Linked DNA regions of Mus musculus: region 2 is linked to region 1. The links are chromatin contacts, called in public Hi-C maps. All regions are on one chromosome and are shown on one strand. The core of a region is the stretch at or near the end of the contact, and the rest is flanking DNA. Distances in the headings are between cores, read along the strand shown.

Region 1 (3,459 bases), core at 336-2,835:
CAGACTTCCAGATGCTGAAACTGTGAGACACTAAATTCTAGTGTTGAAACCAGCCAGCTTGTTATGTGTTGCTACAGTAATTCTGGGAAACTACGACATCATCAAAAGAACAGTGCTGGGCTTGTATCTTGGTGGAAAGGCGGGTGCTAAGCATGCAAATGTCCCTGGTTTCAATACTAGAGCAAGCAGAAAGAGGAAAGTACTGGTCTCAACCTGATTTACAGATCAAAACAAGACCACAAACCCAGGGGTATAAGTATACGAGGCACTTGAGATATACTGTCAAAAAAGGTACAGACCAGACAGACCTGAGCAGGGAACATTAAAGAACTGTCGAGGTAGGACTGCAGTGCCAAAGCAGAGGCTTTGTGCTTCCAAACACAAAGATGTGGGGCGCAGTGACCCCCAACCTCCCTACTGCTGTGACTCCTTAGTACAGCTCCTCATGGTGTGGGGACCCCCAACTATAAAATTATTTTTGTGGCTACTTCATAACTGTCATTTTGCTCCTGTTATAAATCATAATGTAAATATCTGATATGCGACCCTTGTGAAAGGGTTATTTAACCCCCAAAGGCGTCTCGACCCACAGGTTAAGAAGAGCTGGTGTGGCAGGTACTCAGAGCAATCTAGTAGATGAGGAAAATCTTCCTGGAGAAGGAGGAGTCCAACTTCATTGTGAAGACGGAAAAAAACTGGCGAGATGTGACAGAAGATAATTGTTCTCTTAAGGAGTCTGGCAACTTCTTAATACAGGACTGTGTGTGTAACAGGATGTTATCTTTAAAGGGTTTCCCATATGCATGCTTAAACCTAACACATCCAAAGTATGGTGCCAGCTCGAAAGAGGTGGCTGGAGAATTAAAACCACATACTGCTCTTCAAAGGAGTCAAGTCTGATTCCCAGCACCCATGACAAGAAACTCACAACTTCCTATAACCCCGACTGTAGGAGATCTAGCACTCTCTTCTAACTCCCTTGGGCACCTGAACTCACATGCACATATTCACACACGGACACAGACATATACACAATTAGAAATAAATCTTTTTTTATATAAGTATGGTGCTTCTGAAGCTGGAGAGGCCACAGAGCAATAATCTGCAGAGGCAGTAGTCATAGAACAGAGCAGTGCTGGTTAGTGGGAGCAACCAACTGGCCCTGTCATAGGGATCTGAGAACAAGAAGGCCAATGAATAGGCTGTGTAGAAAACGGCTGTGCCTGCTCAGTGCATCTGAGACACCACATCACTGGGACCATTGAGGAGAAGCAGAAAGCAAGGGTTTTGCAAAGGCTTGCAATGGCAAATGGAAGCAGACCCAAAGAAATAAAAATTTAAATAATAAAGGTTTCAGAGGCTGCTGCACATAACCAAGAATGAGTAAATAAAGCAAGAAAGATACATCACCCCGTCCTGTCAGTCAACATTTGGTCCAATCTGCATGTGCATTTATTTTATCATCTCGTGTTAATTTGTCATCATTATCACTTACCAATACCCATTTCTTGAAAGCAACCTATTTTGGGAGTGATCGCTTCCTACCACAAATGAGGCTGCTTTAATGGCTCCAGTGAGTAGCAATCTAATGGGGCCGACAGCGGCTGCTAGCAGGAGCACAGACAGATGCACGCCGACCTCTTTTGTGTGGCAACGCTCTGCTAATTGGGTCTAATGGAGGAGTTGGAGGCATTCTCCTTCTGTTTTCCAAATGATATTAATGTCTTCATGAGGTTAATGAAACCGCTAACACCAGCCAACCGTGAAAAGTTTCCTGCATAATACAATCCACCTATTTGGGATCTTATGCAAACACAAGTTATTCTTGTCATGGTTGGGCTTACGATGCATACTACTGGGATTTCTACTTCTTTTCTTTCCTAAAGACCAGAATCAGAGGGCAAAGGATCTGATCTGATTTGGATTCCAAGGTTAAGATTGTCCCAAGATTTAACCAGAGGCTTTATGGTCTCTACCGCCCCCTGCCGGCCAGATGAAGGAGGCTTTCAAGACCCCTTGGGACTTGGAGTACCAGAAGAGAAAACATGAAGAGCTATTATTTGTTTTTTGGCTTGAGGCTTTGTTTGGTTTTGAGACATCATAACATCACTTCTCCATTCCCTTTTGCCCCTCCAAACCCTCCCATACACCCTTCCTCTCTTTTTTCAAACTCATGGGGTGTTTTTTTTTCATTAATTATTGTTACGTGGGGGAGGAGGGGGTGGTACTCTTGTATGCATAAATACTTCCTGATCAGACTGTATCACGAATGATACCTGTATGTATGTTTTCAGACACGACTATTTGGTATTGCTTAACCACCTGGTGTGCTCTTCTCTGGGGAAGACTATCTCTCCCACTGTAGTTCTTTGTATGGAATTGAGGTCTCATGGTTTCCCCCCACCCCTGTCCATTTTGGCATGTCCATTATTGTTGTTCTCATTCAGCTCATGTCTAGGCAGTCATGTTGGTGAAGCTTTAGGGGACATTGCTAGAAGACACAATCTCACAGCAAGCTTTCTCATCCTTTGTTTCTTACAATCCCCTTCTTCAGTGAACCCTGAGTGTTAGATGTGGGAATCATTTTGTAGGTGTACTCATTGGGACCAGTTTCCATGACTCTGAATTTTGATTGACAGTAATTTTCTATAATGTTTCTGCCTCTTGCAATAATAAGTATCCTTGGTGAGGGATGAAGACTGTAGTTACCTGTGGTCAAATATGTAGAGTATAGTTAGGGAGATGTTGGTTTAACAAAGTCCTGGTTGTGTGTTCTCTTCAAGTATCTGTGCTTTCACCAGCCCTGAGTGGTTGGCTAGGTTCCAGTATCAGGCATGATTTCCTTCTTGTTAAGTGAGTTTTAGATCCAATTAGAGAGCTGTTGGTTCCTGCCAAGGTCTGCATGCCTCTACTGCACCTTTGGGGTCATCGTGCCATGCTGGCCATCGTTGTGGGCCATAGGAGTCATATAGGGGTAAGACCATTGGTTACTTCTCTCCTTTGGAAGCTTTCATGGTATCTGAAGCTACCACAAAAGCTAGTCCTCAGGGAGGAAGCTTCCAGGTCAGATGCAGCTTAGGGACCTCAGGAGTCTACATCTAAATGACATGTTGTCTTCAGCAATAGTAACTAACTTTCCACCTCTGGGGGACAACCAAGAGCAATAAAAATAGTCTGTAATGTTTTGAGAGTCTATTGGACAAACCTAGCCAACATCTCAAAAACGGCTTCTTGCAGCTGATGCAGAGGTTTTTTGTTAGCCGGTCTTAGGCTTGAAGAGCTAGTATGCGGAATTTACTTGTTATGTCTTCTCAACTAATAGTTACAGAATCTCTGTTGGGGGTGGTGGTGGTGTTGCTGAAGAAACTCCACAGACAGTCAGCCTACTTAGGAATCCTGACATGAGAGTGGCAAACCCAAGACAGTGAAAGTCAGGCTGACTCACAGCTACCATCACGT
Region 2 (3,459 bases), core at 283-2,782, 430 kb before region 1:
TGTTACTCAGCAAGAATGCTCGGGTGCCTCACCTCATTAATTTTTCAAAAGCTCTCATGATGCATTCCTATTTCTTTCTGTTTAACAAAGTAACTGAAATCTTAAAGGACAAACAAGTTTGTATCGGCAACAAACAATAGAGCCAGGACTTGAGTCCAGAAAGCTTCATAACAACTTATATATTTTCCATTTCATTTTAGAAGACAATAAGATTCTGATATTTTTCTATAAGCAGAAACCAGTTTATTATTTTATTTATTTATTTCACTATTATTTATTTATTTAAAAACTGGAGACAAAACTTTCAATATGAATTAGGTATACAAATCTGAAAGAATCAAAATGTGAGGCTCATATACAAACAGGTAAAATGACTTAATCTAAGAAGCTGCAAGCTCAGGTTAGAAATGCAGGTACAGAGACATCCTTCTTCCCAAATCAGAGACACTTAAGGCAACGGACACAGATGGCATTCAATGCCCAAAGAGTGATGCACGGTTACTTCCCTTCCACCCTAAGGAAATCAAAATCAAGTTCTTGGCAAACATTGTATTATTTATTTATCTCCAGGATATGATTTATCATCATCATCTGATAGGTTCAATCTGAGAGGAATGAATTGTCAAACACGGGCAATAAAACTTGCAAGTACAGTCAACCACCAAAATGAGAAAACTAACCCTGGCTCATGCATACATGTCAAGCCTCTGCTGCATACATTATGGAAAGGTTTCCAGCCCCCAGTCTCTTCTGAGGAAGCACAGCTCCACATAGAGTTGGTCTTAGCACAAATACATTTGAAAGAGATTTGAAGGTGCAGTTTAGTAACGATTTTACAGAGGATACAATAAAATTGTCCTTAGAGAAATCTATTTGTATGTGGAGACATTTGTCCAAAACAGATAGTTACTATTAAGCATTTTGGGGGGAAAATGTCTAATTTTGCAAGGGAGCATGGGATACCACAAACAACACACATTATTTTTGTTCAGACTCCTGAGACACCAATTTATGAGTCTTTCCTTAGGGAAATGCTCTCTCTATAGATTCTCAAGCATGAAATGCGTTGCTGAAATAACAGATAAAGAAAAGGCAAGATGGAGACAGCAGGATGCAGAAAGGAGGGAGTGTACAAAAAAACACAGAAAGACTCCTGAGTCCTTTGGCACTGTTTTAATTTTCCTCTAACTGTTAGACTCTCAGTCCTGTGTCTTGATCCCTCCAAGATATTCCTAACTGTAAGATGCAGAAACAAAGCTGAGAGAGCCATGCCTCCTGTTAAAAATGAATTTTTCTCCTATTCCATCTGATTTCTCTGGCCTCTGTCCAGACAAACATTTGCTACTTTTTGCTTTTTCTACTGCAATTAGATCAGTGAAAAGCTAAAGTCTATTGGTCTGAAATACCACATGGATTTTTCTCTGATTGTGCTAAAACCCTTCCGTTCCAGACCCTCAGATCCTTATCCACATGTTAAGATTTCAGTGTCAGAGACAGAACCTGCTGGCGCTGGGAGGAGACAAAGGATTCATTCTGTCTGCCCAGCATTGCTTGCGTCTTAACCTATCTGCTTTCCTCCCAACGCTCTGCCCTTCCTTTTGGTCCGGTCATTATTTTCTACATGCGCTTTTGTAATCTATAAGCACTGACCCCTCTCATTTTTGTACAATTCCAGAAATGCCCAGGGTAATGCTGCTCCTGACTGTCATGGCCACAAGACGATATGTGCGGCTCAGCGCCTCACCAGGCAGCTCACTGCCACCTCTTCCAAGTGAGTCCAAAGCAAGTTCCTGCTTCTCTGGGAAATTTGAATTAGGGGTGTTGGTTCATGGCTATTCTCCTCACCAACTTCCAGGAATAAAACAAACATACCCAGTCTATGCTTATATAAAAGTAGCGAAGAAAATGCACTTGAGAGTTCAACACTGGGCAACAGGTGTCTCTCATCCTTGCCTTGTATTCATCTCAGCAGGGCTACGAAATCCTGCCTTACAAGGAGTTTTATAAGCGCCAAGTTACAGAAGAAGCTTAGTTACATGAAAACCATTTAGAAAAGGCAATCACCTAGTGCCTCAGGGAAACTGTAGACATTAATATTTTCTTGAGTTAATAAATTGATGGAAAAAGGTAATGGAAAAACCTAGTACAAAACACATACCTTTCTCTCATTCTCTCCTCTCCTCTTTCTTCCTCTCTCCCTCCCTCCTTCCCTCCCTCCCTCCCTCCCTCCCTCCCTTCTTTCTTCCCTCCCTTCCTCTCTCCCTTCCTTCTTCTCTCCCTTCCTTCCCTCTTTCTCTCTCTTTCTGTTGAATTCACAGGTTAAACTGAAACAGAAAAGGTACTAGAAACGCTGGTGGTGATGCATAGACACAAGCCCCAGTGGGCCCATGGTGGTGATGCATAGACACAAGCCCCGGTGGGCCCAGGTGAGTGTAGAGAAAGAGTTACAGATCAATCTCAGTATTGGGGTTTGGACCTTAGTGTCCACAATATAGGACAGGAGGACTTGTTTTGGAAGGACAACACCTGTGTAAAAGCCAGTATTCCTGAAAAGTCGCTCTTCGCTCTCAAGAACAAAGACACTGCTAGCATAAGAAGAACACAGGGAGAAAAATGCTCTGACTTTGGGGCCATGGGAGTTGGGGCTCCAATAATAAAACCAAAGTGCAAGAGTTATAGTCATTCAAAATCCCTCCAAAGCGTTACTCCCAAAACCTAACACCCACATGAATCCTAAAAGAATCTATCCACTGAGCGCCACACGGTGGCAGACACAACAAATAAGATGACTAATCACCTTATTCTGAGAGTACGTAAAATGCATGTGGTACAATGAAAGACACGCAAGAAAGGCAAAAGCAATGAAATAACACTATAAAGTAGGAAGACTAAAGCAAAAAATGCACAGAATTTTTAGAAATTAAGTAGAAATGAGATGAATGAACAGAAAGAGTATAGAAAGAAGTAGAAAGGTATATAATACATCAGAAAGTTGTTACAGTGAAAAGAAAATGGAATATTATTTGGATGTTCATTGCTGTGTGTCTTTTGCTCGGGGAGGGCAGGAACAGACATCTGTTTACCTAGAGAGGATATCAATGGCAGATGAAAGAAATGATTCTACTCTATTCTAACCTAGGGAGCCGGTGACTTTATTGGGGTCACTTTCAAGCATAGGCAGCTGAATCACTGAAAATGCCTACTCAGGTGCTGATGAGGACTCACAAAACCTGTATCCTTGAAACTCTCTGCAAGATCTATGTCAGCTATCAGGACAGCCTCCTCCCAGGAATTGTTTTACTGGCTTTCTAATCTTGAAGAGGGACCTTTTGAACCTTGTTACATTTCAAGAACTTCCTAAGACTCGTAATTTTTGTTTTTTATTGAGTCTTAGGAGTCCTCCTCCTCCCTCTACAAGGGAACATTTTAATCAGGACAAGCTATCTAAATGTCATTTAT

The links. A called contact is a pair of places that touch in the nucleus more often than the background predicts.
Region 2: a contact with region 1 is called in a Hi-C map of forebrain, with 2.9 times the contacts expected there. The contact joins two enhancer-like sites. A contact is called at or near these places in 1 of 39 promoter capture datasets (hippocampal neurons), 1 of 15 datasets of contacts at CTCF or cohesin (hippocampal excitatory neurons), 23 of 484 Hi-C or Micro-C datasets (cardiomyocytes, cerebellar granule neurons, cerebral cortex and 9 more), 6 of 115 datasets of contacts at active chromatin or transcription factors (SST interneurons, astrocytes, embryonic basal ganglia and 3 more) and 1 of 9 other capture datasets (embryonic stem cells).

The regions. Positions count from the first base shown.
Region 1 is chr4:48,777,912-48,781,370 of GRCm38.p6, reverse strand. The region is part of intron 1 of Gm52718 (a long non-coding RNA gene); the gene reads right to left. Among named protein-coding and RNA genes, the nearest start is that of Gm52718, 4.5 kb to the right of the region's middle. Within about 2 kb of position 1,585, at least 22 of the 459 cell types and tissues checked have an H3K27ac peak or open chromatin away from gene starts, as enhancers often do. A contact at or near this core is called in forebrain and hippocampal neurons, where this site is marked.
Region 2 is chr4:49,211,089-49,214,547 of GRCm38.p6, reverse strand. The region is part of intron 2 of Plppr1 (phospholipid phosphatase related 1); the gene reads right to left. Among named protein-coding and RNA genes, the nearest start is that of Gm32657, 33 kb to the left of the region's middle. Within about 2 kb of position 1,532, at least 10 of the 459 cell types and tissues checked have an H3K27ac peak or open chromatin away from gene starts, as enhancers often do. A contact at or near this core is called in forebrain and hippocampal neurons, where this site is marked.